Linked DNA regions of Zea mays: region 2 is linked to region 1. The links are chromatin contacts, called in public Hi-C maps. All regions are on one chromosome and are shown on one strand. The core of a region is the stretch at or near the end of the contact, and the rest is flanking DNA. Distances in the headings are between cores, read along the strand shown.

Region 1 (6,721 bases), core at 913-3,412:
GCATGTAGATCCAGATTATTCACATGGCATGGCATATGATGTGCTGGACATACAGATGTGGCCAAGAGGGAAGGTTCTTGGCTTACGTCGGTCTTCTAAGGGGATGGATTGTGGTATCATGACATAGGTGGATTGTGTGTTATCATGGTCCAAGGCTTAATAAGATTGATAGAATACTCATGCCAACAAGGTGTAACTTCTTTTTCGAAAGTCTGTCTTGAAAGAACCTCTAGGTTAAACGTGCTTGAATCAGAGCAATTTTGGGATAGTGACCGATGGGGAAATTTTCTTGGTTGTGCATGAGTGATAATAAAGTTCAAAGAATAGACCTGTGTTGGTATGTGGGGATCGTGTATGGTCCTAGAGGGCTACCAGGAGTATGCATAGACGATTTGAGGAGTCGCTAGGGTGTTACCCATTGCCACAATATGTTTCCAAAGTTTGTTGTTCTTGTGTTATGTTTCTTAGAAAATGCCACTTATTTTTTATCTAGACATGCATTAGATATAAAATATTTGATATCTCGTATGTCTCAAATCCAATATATTATTTATGGTTTCTATAGTACACCTAATTTCTATTTTTATGTTGAAACAATAAGTTGATTGTAGCAGTATTATGTTTGGCCTTATTTAAGCCTTGCTATTATATCAAAATTCACTAAAGTTCTATTGTTTGTTGATCTGTCTTTTATCTATGATGATTTCAAATGGTTTCCATGCTTAGATACCAAAATCAAACTAAAACCACATGTTCTTTTTTGCAATGATCAAGTTCCAATTCCAAGACAGTTGTGAATCGTGACTTTGTGCTAGTGAGAATATTTAATACATATAAAATAGATCAGATGACACATTTTGTGTCTTATAACAAAAAAATATGATTGGTTGCATTACTTCAAAAAAATAAGATAGAATGATGACAGTAGACAATACCTTCGTAATTGAACATATGCCAATATATTGAGTAGTCTCATCTTCATAGTGGATATGTTCTAGGATGTGGTTCAAAGCTCTCTCTCTTAACTTTTTAAGTGGCCAATAGTTCAACACTGGCTCCACAAACATGTTCAAACATGTTGAAATAAATTTGAATATTCCTGAAGGTTTATTGCGCATATCCTCCTAATGAAAAGGCAAGAGTGAAATTAGTACATGGTTAATGTTCTTAATTCTAGGCATTATTTGGCGCTTATAAGCTTTGTTTCTGCATGAGTGCTAAAGTCCTGAATAAGTACGTAAGAGAACACATGTAATTAAACATTGAATGCATCCATACATCCTAATTACCTTATGACATTGCCATGTTAATAAAGGTAACACAAATCTACAGTTTTGATAAATAAAGGGTTTGAAGTTATCTCTAAATTTCTAAGCTCAAAACTTGATGTATAATAATTAAACAAAGGAAAATTTTAATTTAATGGGTAGCACTATGTTAGTATTTTCCTTTCACAAAAAATTAAATTCATTTTCATAAAATATGAATTTATACTCATGATAAACAAATAAATTTTGACCTCAAAATTTAAGGGATAATTGAATATTTAGAGTCACTTTTAAGAACAATTTGAGATAATGATTAGAGATGTACATATAACTTTGTCCTCTAACCCTTCCACATCTTTCTTACACTAAACAAGTCCTTCCACATCTTTTTTACACCAAACAAGTCCCCAACAGGATAAGCTAAAAAGGAGAGGCAAAAGGATGTTTGCATCGCTAAATAGTGTTGCATAAGGCATAAAAAAATCCCAATTTCCAATAGAGACCATGCATTTGGGCCACATATTATCCGACGGTGGAGCGACACAGCGAGTCAGCGATATCATCTCCAGTGGTGATGACGAGGGTGGCAAGGGGTAGCAACATGGTGGCAACGGGGCGGTGGCAGTAGCACTAGGCATAAAACCAAAGCCCAAATCCCGAAGCCTGAAATATCCGAGACCATACATGTTTAATCCGAAGCCTGGTACTCGAATAATTCCTATGGTTAACAAAATATCTGATTTTAATTTGGGCCTAATCGGGTATCACTCTATTGTATACAAACTACCCAAATGTTGGGCCTGAATTTTTTTTTACTGGCAGACCTCCACCAGCACACAGCGCCACAGCCCAGTATGCCGCAGCCCACAGGCCCACGACCAAGCCAGGTCCAGCGCTCGTCGGGCCGTCGGAGTGAGATAGCTGTGTGCTACCTTGAACATGAACCCAGAACCCTAGCCAGTATCCGCCATGAACATGAACCCCATTGCCATGAACATGAACCCAGAACCCTAGCCATGAACATGAACCCAGAACCCTAGCCAGTATCCGCCGGCCGTCGACCACCAAACCAAGTGCCATCGTTCGACTCCAGGCCGGCCTCCTCGCCTTCAATCTCCGAGCTCCTCGCCTCTGGTCTCTGGCGGCCGATGTAGGCATGTAGCGACCCTCCGGCGGTCCGGCCTCCAGTGTCTGGTCTCCTCCTCGCCTCCAGCCGTCTGACGTACTGGCCACTGGGTGCCTCCTCTGCCTCCAGTCCTAGTACGCCACCGGCCATCGCAGTGTAGACCGTGCGGTGCTGCCTCCTCTAGGCTCCAGTCCTCTCTTCCCTCACTCCTGCTCGGCTGCTTTGCTGATGCCTGGTTGTTGATGCTCCTATTATTCGTCTACTGCAGTGCTACCTTGCTATTGCTGTGTGCTGCACATGCATATATTGTTGTTGTCGTGTGTTGCCAGGCACTAGTAACCGGTAAGACCGTAGTACCGTGTGTGTCTGAACTGTGAAAGATCAGTGAAGTGTGGTGTGTGAGATGTTCAATGATGTCAGTGATGTGCGTGAGTCATGATCAGTGATGTGTGTGATTGTATATTGTTTGCTGCAAGAATGCAAGCTAACTATAGTGAAGCAAAGTAGCAGATAAGCTGGTAGTTTAAAATTGGGCAGAACGGGTTACCTGGTCCTGAACCCAAACCCCAAAAATTAGGGTAGCTGAAAATTTGGGTAATTGTGGATAGGCTAACCAAAGTAGCCCACTTTATTCAAGTGAAGACTACTTATTCGGGAGCCTGATTGGTAGAGTTGTATATGTCACGGATTGTGTATCTGCATGGCGATCCAAAGAAGATTGTCTTAGATAGAGGATCCTAGTTCACCTCCCGGTTCTAGCAGAAGATACTCGAGAGTATGGACACAAAGCTAAACTTTAGCTCAGCCTACCATCCCCAAACAGATGGTCAAACCAAAAGGACTAATCAGGTGTTGGAAGATATGTTGAGAGCTTGTGCTCTTAATCATGCTGGCAGCTGGGACAAGAGTTTACCCTATGCGGGGTTTTCCTATAATAATAGTTATCAAGCCAGTTTAAAGATGTCCTCGTTTGAGGCGTTGTACGAGAGAAATGTAGAACCCCATTGTATTGGGATCAGACTAGTGAAAGACAGTTCTTTGGGTCAGAAATCATCCAAGAAGCAGAGGACCGGGTTCGAATAATTAGGGAGAACATGAGGACAACACAGTCAAGGCAGAAAATTTATGCTGACACCCGAAGAAGATAATTGGAGTTTGAGAAAGGTGATAGCGTATACCGAAAAGTGTCACCAATCAGGGGTATGCGAAGATTTAAAGTCACAGGAAAGTTGTCCCCTCGCTTTATTTGATCCTTCAAAATCCTAAAGCGAGTTGGGAAAGTGGCCTAACAGCTAGAGCTACCCAACCACATGAAAGATGTGAATGATGTGTTTCATGTATCCAAGTTGAAGAAGTATCTCCGAGTCCCAAAGGAACAGTTGCCTATGAAAGAACTCAGTGTGCAGGGTGATCTGACCTATATAGGTTATCATATCAAGATCATTGATACCCTAACTCGGGTCACAAGAAATAAAGTGATCAAGATGTGCAAGGTGCAGTGGAGTCATCACGTAGAAGATGAAGCTACCTGGGAATGAGAAGATGAATTGCTAGCAGAGTTCCTCCACCTATTCCCTAGTTCATCTTAATCTCGTGGACAAGATTTTTTAAGGGGGTAGGATTTAAAAGACCCATATTTTAGAATAAATAAAGCATGTGATTATTTTTTTTATGAGTGCTCCTTTATCTATGTGACATATAACCCATAAGTTGAGTAGTCAATTAAATGAAGGATTATAAATATAAATTTAAAATTTATGCATCGTGATGGATAATTTATTTTTGCTATGTTGCATTCAAAATGGCAGTTGGTATTCAAATTGTACTTAAGTTTTAGACAACTTTCTAATAAATAAAAAAAGAGAAGTAGAAAATAGAACTCCAGGCACTTGGGCTGAAACTCTGCTCGGCCTATTTCAACTGCCACTGCTAACCCAGCCCGAAGCCCATTTGTGCGCGGCCCAGCCACCCTGCAAAGCCAAATTGCCGGCCCATTTCCGTACGTCGCCGCTCGGACCGTAGCTCAGACCCGTGTTGTGTTCCCGCCATACGGGACCCAACCGTCAGTCAACCTCCACACATGCCAGCCTCCCTTCTGCCGCCACCATGTGGGCCCACGGTGACAAACTCTCCGTGGCGTTGCAACTGAACTCCACGTTGGTCGGAGTCGGAGCTGCTCACATGCTCACGTGTCACCATGAACTACCTGGAGATTAGCCACCGTCGGTGAGGGAAACAGAGAAGGTCACCGTCGAAGCAGAGAAGAGGATCACGTCCGCCGCCGACCGTTATCGTGTACGTCGATGGTCTGCGTGGGGTTGGTGCCCATGGTCGTGCCGAGGGAAGGAGGATCTCTGCTATTTAGGCCTGGGGGTGAGCGTTTCGTCGCCGTAGAAGGAAACTCATCACGTAGTACTTGCGGCTCGACGCAAGCAGCCCTAAACTAATTTGTCGTGTTCTCCACAATGTTTAGCAAAGTCGTTGGGTCGGGACAGTGCATCCGGGCGGACTCCGGTTGGCACTAGCCATGGCGCCGCCGACTGGTTCATAACCGCCGCCGACTGGTTCATAACCGTAACCGAGGTGGAAGAAGGCAAACCAGTCGTTTATCTAGATACCTGTTGGATCCTTTGATCCATACCATTGATCCACGATCGAAGCGTCGTGGGTCGGGCAGTAGTGCTTAAAATCTGAACCATAGATATCTAGATGGAGGGATGGGTTTGGATCATAGCGTGGGCAAATGTGGACCATTGATTCGGGTTCTAGGGGAGAGAATCGCATAACTATTCGGTCGTGGTACCTGGCCGTCGTTCGTTTGATGAACAGACACGATTAGATCTTAGGGCCCGTTTGGGAGGGCTTCGGCTCCTCTAAAAATGGCTCTAGCTCCGGCTCCTCTAAAGAATTAGCTTCTTCGCAGGAGCCTGTACTTTTTGCAAATTGTTTGGCAAAACCGTGCTCTCTACCGTGCTCACCGTGCTCTCTACCGTGCTTCTCTGTTGCGCCGGCCAAGAACCGAGTGCCAGCTATGGACAGACCGTGCGTCGTGCCGTGGGCAGCAGCTAGGCCTCGAACAGCCCCAACGCGCCATGTGCTGCTGCTTGGGCGGCTGCCAAGGCAGTACCGTGACCTGCACCGGTCACCTGGGCGCCTAGTGTCGCAGCTAGCCTGGGCAGCAGCCAAGGATGGGGCGCCAACCAAAGGCAGGCCGTGCGTCCATGGAAGCAGCCAGGTCTGTGTACGCAGAGCCGCGCACAGAGCCAAAATTTTTGGCTCCGGCTCTCAGCCGTATTTTGGCTCCTGCTCCTGTGCAAGAGCTGGTTTGGGAGATGGCGTTTGGGATGGCTTCAGCGAGGAGCCGGTACTGGAGCTGGCGAGGAGCCCTCCCAAACGCCCCCTTAGGGTCGTGGTACCTGGCCATGGATTTTGAATCAGGCGGCCTAGATCAGGGCGCGTAGGTGGTCGAGTGTAGTTTTTGTTGTGAGCCCCCGGGATATTGGGGAATTAACCCGCAGCCCACCCGGAGTGCAAGATAATAAATGTTAGGTCCAAATTTTAGTAGATTTCACCCTGAACTCTTGTCTTATTCAACCCACCATCCAAATACTTACTAATATAAATATAATAGATCTGAAAATAATTCTAGTATGAAAATAATTCAGAGAACTTAGAAATTCCGTAATTAATTCATTTTAACTTTGATTGTAGTAGTTCTCAAACCTAAGGTTTTGTTACGACGCATAGAAGATTCTCAATAGTTTTCCCTATTGTTTGGTGTGATGTTAATTTCTGTATAATTTGTATGTGTTGTTGCGAATAGACGAGCAAATGAGTGAGGAACCCAAAGCACAGCAGGAGTTCATAGAAGTCAAGTTGTGCCCTTGATCACTTTTCTTTACTTAATAATGTTCTTCATAATCATCGTGACATATTCACGTTAATTTGATAGGACCTAATAGGTTACCCTAGTTTTGTCTACCCTATACCTTGCTTACAAATGAACTATCGGATAGTATTTGCTAATGCTCTATGTGGTTTTGAGTGTTATGATACATATGAATCATGATCATACTTATTTCTGTCAATGGATTATTTACTGTTCATGATAAGATTGTTTTGATTAATTGGAACATGGAGCGACCACCTAGGAAAACAGTGCTACCATAAGGGTTGTATGAGACGCTCTTTACTGACTAATTAGGAAAGCTAGTGCAGGTCTACCTTACCCAAAAGGGGCAAGGGCGGTATGAGGAGATGCCGGCATAGGGAGGTTCTCGGGTCGATCATGCTGCGATGCTTTTCAGACGAGGGATTCCTATATCGC
Region 2 (7,052 bases), core at 1,079-3,578, 500 kb before region 1:
ATGGCCAATTGAAGGAACCGGATGGTTCAGTAATGGAAAAAGATTGGTTCAGTCACGTGCCTTTGCTTTTGTTTTTTAATTTCCGTACCAAACCATTCTCCAATCCATGGAATGGGGCAATGGGCAGTTGGGATAATCTCAGATTCAACTGCCCATCGCTCAAGCTTCAGAAGAACACCTCGGAAGTATTCAAGTTGAGATAATCTGGCACTGGCAGGAAACAGCCATACCAAGTCAAACGACACTCTGTTATCAGACGAACTATCCGCCTAATCAAACGATCACATTTCTGCGTAGTTACGACACAGATTTTCTATGCTGGTTACTTTACTGAATTATCAAGTTGACTCAATGCAAGTACAGTACAACCTATCTGACCCCCTTGCTGGAAAAATACAGCTTCTTCTCAAACCGGCACCACCTCGCCTGGCATCACACTACACTTAAAAGGTCAAAACAAAAACAGCTTCTACAATTTGAGATCTGTTCTCACTTCTCCGATTCATGGTTCAGACTTATCTAGTAGTCGGTTTGCAGTTCTGAATCTTCTTGTGAGCGCGATCGATCACCTGACCTCCTCCTCTGAATTTCACACAATGATTCGCCATGTATTCGCTGGAATTACTGTACACAGAACGGCAAACGGGTTCATGCACGAATCTCCAGTCTTGAGTACTCGACCTTGCTGCCTTCTTCGTCGGCCGGCTCGCCCGCGAGCAGCCCGGCGCGGACATCCTCGAGGTCGGCGGCGTCGGCGTCATCAGGCGCCGTGGCTGGTCCGTGGGAGCTGTCAGCGGGCGGCACGGGCGCCAAGAACTCGGCCCACGGGCGCCTCTTGGCCTGCTCCACGACGTAGTACAGCGCGACGCCGGCGACGACCACGGCGGCGTTGATGAGGACGGTCCTGGCCGACGCTAGGCACATGACGGTGGCGATGAGCACGGCGGGCGGGGCGCACATGGCGGCGGCCCCCGCGGTGCCGACGGGGACCCGGTACGGCCGCGCCAGGTCCGGGTTCTTCACGCGCAGCTTCACGAAGGCAGCGAACACGGCCAGCATGCCCAGCCCGTAGAGGAAGTTGAGGAACTCGATGATCTCCTGGAAGCTCATGAAGGACAGGATCACAACCCCGGTCGCCGAGCACAGGATGCTGAACGTCGGCGTCCCGTACTTGGACCTGCGTTCATCAGCACCAGTTCACAAAAAAGATTCAGTTTTTCGTTCGATTGAAAGCTGCCTCTGCACACTGATTCTTTCAGGTCGGAGCCGCAGACTTCACCTGCGAGCGAAGATGGCAGGGATCATGCCCATCTCGGCCATGCCGAGAAGCTGGAAGGAGTCGCTGCTCATCTCGGCCTCGAAGAGCCCCATGTTGGACATGGCGGCGGCGGCCTGGATCCACACGCGCAGCCACGGCCCGCCGATCCGCTGCCCGACCTCGGAGAAGAAGCCGTCGGTCCACTCGGCCGCCGTCTCCGACGGCAGCGCACCGGTACCAGCCAGCAGCGGAATGAGGTACGCGCCGACGACGAGCCCGACGGCGCCGAACACCGCCTTGGGGAACGTCTTCCTGGGGTCCTCGACCTCGCCGGCGAGCGTGCTGGCCTTGTCCCAGAAGTTGAGGTTCCAGAACATGGAGTTGAAGTAGCCCCTGAGGTCGACGGCGCGGGCGTCGATGGCGAGCCAGCGGGACGGGCGGATCTTGGGGGCCGCGAGCACGGTGAGCGCGAGGAACGGGGAGAGCGAGAACGCGGTGAGCGCCAGCGCCGAGAGGCCGACGATGTGGAGCCCCCGGTAGTTGAGGTAGGTGAGCGCGGCCGTGAGCGCGAGGACCGCCAGCGAGCGGGCCGGCGGCGGCAGCGCCAGCCCGCCGCCGGAGCGGAGGTAGTCGAGGAACAGCACCGGGTAGAGCGCGTTGTCGAGCGTCCCCGACGCCCACTTGGAGAACCCGACGAGGAACGCCACGGCGGGGCCGAAGGCGGCGGACACCCAGGCCACGTACCCGGCGTTGGTGGGGAAAGCCGATGCGAGCTCGGCCGTGACCAGCGCCTCCGGGAGCGACCAGAGGACTGGGAGGACGATGAAGCCGAGGATCGGGAGCAGCGCGCCGCCGCCCGTGCGGACCGAGTCCTCGATGCCGAAGGGGCCTCCCGAGACGTCGTAGAAGATGAGCGCGATGAGCGGGAGGACCGTCAGCCGCCGCGGCCGAGGCGCCGGGGGATCGACGGCCGCCGCGCCGGTCATCGGGTCAACGGCCGCTCGGCCGGCGCCACGCGCGCGCGCGCGCACAGACAGGAATTGACAAGTCAGCGGTAGGTGGTGTTCTTGATTGCCTGGTGGGGACTGGGGGATACGGGACTGAACTGGGAGAGATATTATGGGAGTTTGTTTGGTAGATGACAGGTGGGGCCGGAGACATCTGATCCCGGCGACCGGGAGGATTCTGTGATGCAGCTGCAGCAGGCGGCACGGCACCGTTGAGGTCGGAGCCAGACAAGTTATAAGATGCAAGCTATATGATAATAGTCTTTTATTTATCTATAATTTCATTTTTTATTTAAATCTCACATTCTCTTCTTATATTTACTTAATGTATAGATTTACTGCCATGTATGCTTCTATACGTCATTTTTATTTTTATTTTCGTATCACTCATCCTCTTCTTATTGCGTATGCTTCTAACACCGATCTTTGCTAGGACTTTATCCTCACTTGTGTACGCTTAGAAAAAACTTCTTGAGCGGTCGCATATCCCAAATTTTCTCTTAGACACGCACAATTAACGTAGAGATTCTTTTTTATTAGCGTAAATAAAATAAAATAATTCTTGCTCGCTTGTATTTCACGTCTGAGACTCAAGAAAAGCTCGATGTGTGGGGGTGTTAGAATATAATATAAGTGGATTTTCTATATTCTCCTAATAGCTTAATCTTTTGGGTTAAACATGTCATTGCATGCAACTTAACATGGTACGAGAGCGAGTTCAAATCTTGGCTGAGACTTTATTTATGCATCTGTCCTTTTATTTTTATATTTGTGTCTTTCTCTTTGGCTGCAAGTAAAAGTGGATTGTCTACCTTCTAATAGCTTAAACTTTTTGTTTGAATTGGTTAGTGTGTCCACTCTAACACTTCGACAATTGGTATGAGTATTCTATCAATCCTATTAAGCATTAGGTCATTACATACCATGCCATGTGGTCACCCAACCCCTAGCCCACACACGCCCGCGAAATAGCGAGGGTCAGCTCTAATACCATTCGTAAGACCCTAGCCACTCATGGGCTGACATTAGTTACTCTAGCGATACTTACTCCTAGCGGTCCTCTAGGATTATAGATTGTTCCTAGCCACTCATAGGCTAGTGGTAGTTACTCCTAGTCCTAGCAACCCTCTAGCTCCAAGACGATAGACTATTCTCACAAACAAACACAAGTCTTTCATACACACTTTGTCCCATTCATGTGCACCTGAGAAAAACTCCACCCGAGAAAACTACTCCGTCAATAACACATCCCAAAATTTCTCTACACTAAACACCCACTAGTAGAAAAAGGCTCAAAGCCTGCAGGGCGATATATTTTTACAGGCGGATTCGGTTATCAACCGCCTGTGCTATTTTTAGTGGTGGTTCTTTATAAAAACCGCCACTAGAAATCGTATTTCTACAGGCGGTTCCTTAAGAAAAACGTCTGTAGAAATCGTTTTCTAGTGACAGTTTTCTTAAGGAACCGACACTAGAAATCATTTTATCCTTAATTTTTTGACTTTTTCAAACGACCTTGTATGATAAAACCACTAAGATAAAAGTTGTGATCTCTAAAAGTTATGAAATTTTATAGTTGACAACTTTTTTATTTGAACTCATTTCGGTTCTCAAAAATTGCATCTAATAAATTTGTCAAATTTAAAATTCAAATTTTACAAACGACTTCGGATGAAAAAGTGTCAAAATGAAAGTTGTAGAACTTTAAAAGTTATTCAACTTTGTAGTTGACAAATTTTTTATTTGAATTCGTTTATGGTCTCAAACAAGCAATTTACACTCAGTTGGTTGTAATATATGGACAACAAAACAACAAACTAGATACCAAGCATGCCATAGGCGGTGGTAGCGGAGGGTATGCTCGACGGTGAGGTAGAGGTTCGATTCAAATAAACAATTAAGGGCCATGACAAATTATAAAAAGCTACCTAGATGAGGCACGGGGGCACTGGAGGCTGGTGCGAGGCCACGATGGCATGCGCTAGGTGACGAGGCAACAACGAGCACAGGGGCCACAAAGGTGGGGTGCTATGTGGGGAGGCAACATCGAGGGCAGGGTAACGGAGACCAGGCCACGACGCTACACGAGGCACATGAGAGGGCAGTGTGTGGGGCGGAGAGGGGGCGTGGGAGAGGGACATGACTAGGAGCGGGGGAAGGAATTGTTTGAAGCAAGTTTTTTGTTGCTCCGGTTTGTCCTCAAAAGTGGCCCTGTTTCCTAAGTGCTCTTCGTTGGGAGATGTTTTTACACTGTTTGAGAGGGCTCCTGCAGGAGCCGGAGTTATAGCTGGTTCGGAAGCCCTCCCAATGCAAACATGTTCTAAGAGCATCTCCAATAGATCCTTAAAACCTTAGTCCCAATACTTTTTTTGGGTAAAGGAAAAACACCTCCAATAGTTAGCTATCTAGTGTCCTAATGTTCCCGCACGCGAATACCATCCCTTCTCATGACACAAATGTTCGTCGTTGTCCGAGTTCCAAACTGAACCTCACTTTTCCGTTCTCGCGTGCTCCCCCCTTTGGTGCCTCTAGCGGTCACCTTCCACACTAGATTTCACGCTCGACTGGGGCGGAGCTGGCCGATGCGAGGCGAGGCAATGGCTGCACGGACGACGTGCTGGTCCAACTCGAGGAGTTGCTCGGCGAAGAGGCGGTAGGAGGCGAGGCGCTTGGATGATGTGACACCGTTGTCATTGCCGCCGCCTGCGCGCGGCATGAGCCCCAACTTCCTAGTCATCCCTTGCCCATGACTCATCAAGCAGCATAGCTCCCTGCCCAAGGAATGCATTGGCGGTGTTGGCGGCGAGGGCGTCGACGAGGCTTGCTGCCCTCTAGGCCCTCCTCAATGAGTGTGTGACCGGAGAAACAACTCTTTGGGGTCCTACGGTGACGTCGGGTGCTGCACGCTTGGCGACGAACTCAACGAAGAAGCCACTCTCGTTCTCAGCGAGGCGTCTGTGGATGAACGAACGTAGTCCTCACTAACAAATTAATTAGGTTTTTGATAATATATTGGAAGTTGTTGAAGTCCTAACACTTTTTTATGAATTAAGAGTTTTAGGAAATCCCAATTCCTATGTATTGGGAGATTTATTTTTAGTATTTGTCGAAGATACTCTAAGAGCATCTCCAATATATTCTAAAAATATATCTCACAATACATGAGTATTGGGAGCTTCCTAAAAATCTTAGTACCAAAAATTATTGGGAGAATTGTTGGAATAGTGGTTTTATTATTTTTCTTTTGAGGGTATAATTATTGGGAGTTGTCGAAGATGCTCTAAGAGCAACTCCAATAGTTCTCTAAAAGACTCCCTAAATCAATAATTTAGGTAACTAAACTAAAAACTCCTCTCCAACAGTTCTCTAAATGGACTTCATAAATTTAGCTACTCCTCATCTAATCTTATTTTCTCTCTACGTTTAGCAACCATTTACCAACTCCCTAAACAAAAAAACGACGATAATTTTTGTATTTCGCTGCCTTTTTCACTTTGTAGTAAAGATATATTAACAGAGCCCATGCGTCGGACAACGATAGTCAACTATAGATTAAATAATTGCCAATAGCCGCACGTGCACATGTCGGAAATAAATAAATAAACAATTGCAACCGTAAATCAAAAGGTCAACACAACTCACCAAGTTGAATATGTCATCGATGATGGTCCCACTCAAATGGGTGACATGTTAAATTTTAATGTATTTAGAAAGTAATATATAGAGAACTGTTGGAGAAGATGAGTTTTTTTGTTTCCTATATTATTTAAGGACTTGCTAAATCTAAGATTTATGTAGTATAATTATACATAACTACTAGATATATGCCCGTACGTTGCTATAGAGTCAACATATACAGAAGAATTAATTGTTATTTTATACTCTTGTTAGCATCTTTTAAATTTTAGAGGTTTACATACCTTAAAAAATATATGTATGTGCTCGTACTATGCCATAGAAATTAAAAAAGAAAATTAGCAAATTCATAGTTTCTTGTAAGATACAAATATTACAAAAAAAATCAGATAAGGCTAGTAATCTATTACATCATTCTAGAGTTCTAGAGGATACATGGAAGCACAACACAGGACAGGTGTTTTCTAAATCATACACATGTGCCAACAAAAATAACAAAACACGATACTTTGCAGCATCTCTTTTATTAAAAGGTGACCTAGTTTTATCGCCGTAGAGGCTTTCTCGGAGCTAAGACACCCTGGTGTTTTGACACATGCCACACAACTATTATATGATATGCAGATATGCACTGGTTGGACACCATCTTGACATGATAAAATAAGCACACTATAATTATGAAAAAAGAAAATATTGTATATAACATAATGCTTCATCTTAATACAACAGTAACCCATGGCTTATAGCCATCAGATTCCATTCGCTGATGCATAACCAAGAACAATTTAAACTTTGAACAAGAGAAAAGGTAGATGATCTTAAATTTTGCTAGAAAGGTCATAAGACAGTGACATGGCAGCCTGAATAAATTACTGAAAGGATCACGATGCCCAAGAGGGGGGGGGGTGAATTGGGCTTTTCTAAAAATCAACACTAATTAAAACCTAAGCAAGAGCTAAGCAAGAGCCCAACTTCACCCCCAACAACTAGCACTAAGATAATAATACTAGAAATACAACAATGCTAAGACAATACTTCAAATACTTGCTAAACAAATATACAATGTAAAGTGCTTGAATTAAGTGCGGAATGTAAAGCAAGGTTTAGAAGACTCCTCCATTTTTTCCCGAGATATCGAAGAGTTGGCACTC

The links. Hi-C and Micro-C count contacts between places; a contact is called where the count stands out from the background.
Region 2: a Hi-C map of leaf shows a contact between it and region 1, with 4 times the contacts expected there. The contact joins the promoter of LOC100277833 here to the enhancer-like site in region 1. A contact is called at or near these places in 3 of 25 Hi-C or Micro-C datasets (ear and leaf).

The regions. Positions count from the first base shown.
Region 1 is chr1:164,003,997-164,010,717 of Zm-B73-REFERENCE-NAM-5.0, reverse strand. It overlaps LOC103640480 (achilleol B synthase), which reads right to left. Exons shown (of 18, transcript XM_008663047.3): 7 at 936-1,124. Among protein-coding and RNA genes, the nearest start is that of LOC103640480, 24 kb to the right of the region's middle. Within about 2 kb of position 2,162, at least 16 of the 20 cell types and tissues checked have an H3K27ac peak or open chromatin away from gene starts, as enhancers often do. A contact at or near this core is called in ear and leaf, where this site is marked.
Region 2 is chr1:164,508,712-164,515,763 of Zm-B73-REFERENCE-NAM-5.0, reverse strand. It overlaps LOC100277833 (putative polyamine transporter), which reads right to left and starts at 2,328. Exons shown (of 2, transcript NM_001151298.2): 1 at 1,280-2,328; 2 at 360-1,177. The coding sequence starts at 2,244. The coding sequence ends at 649.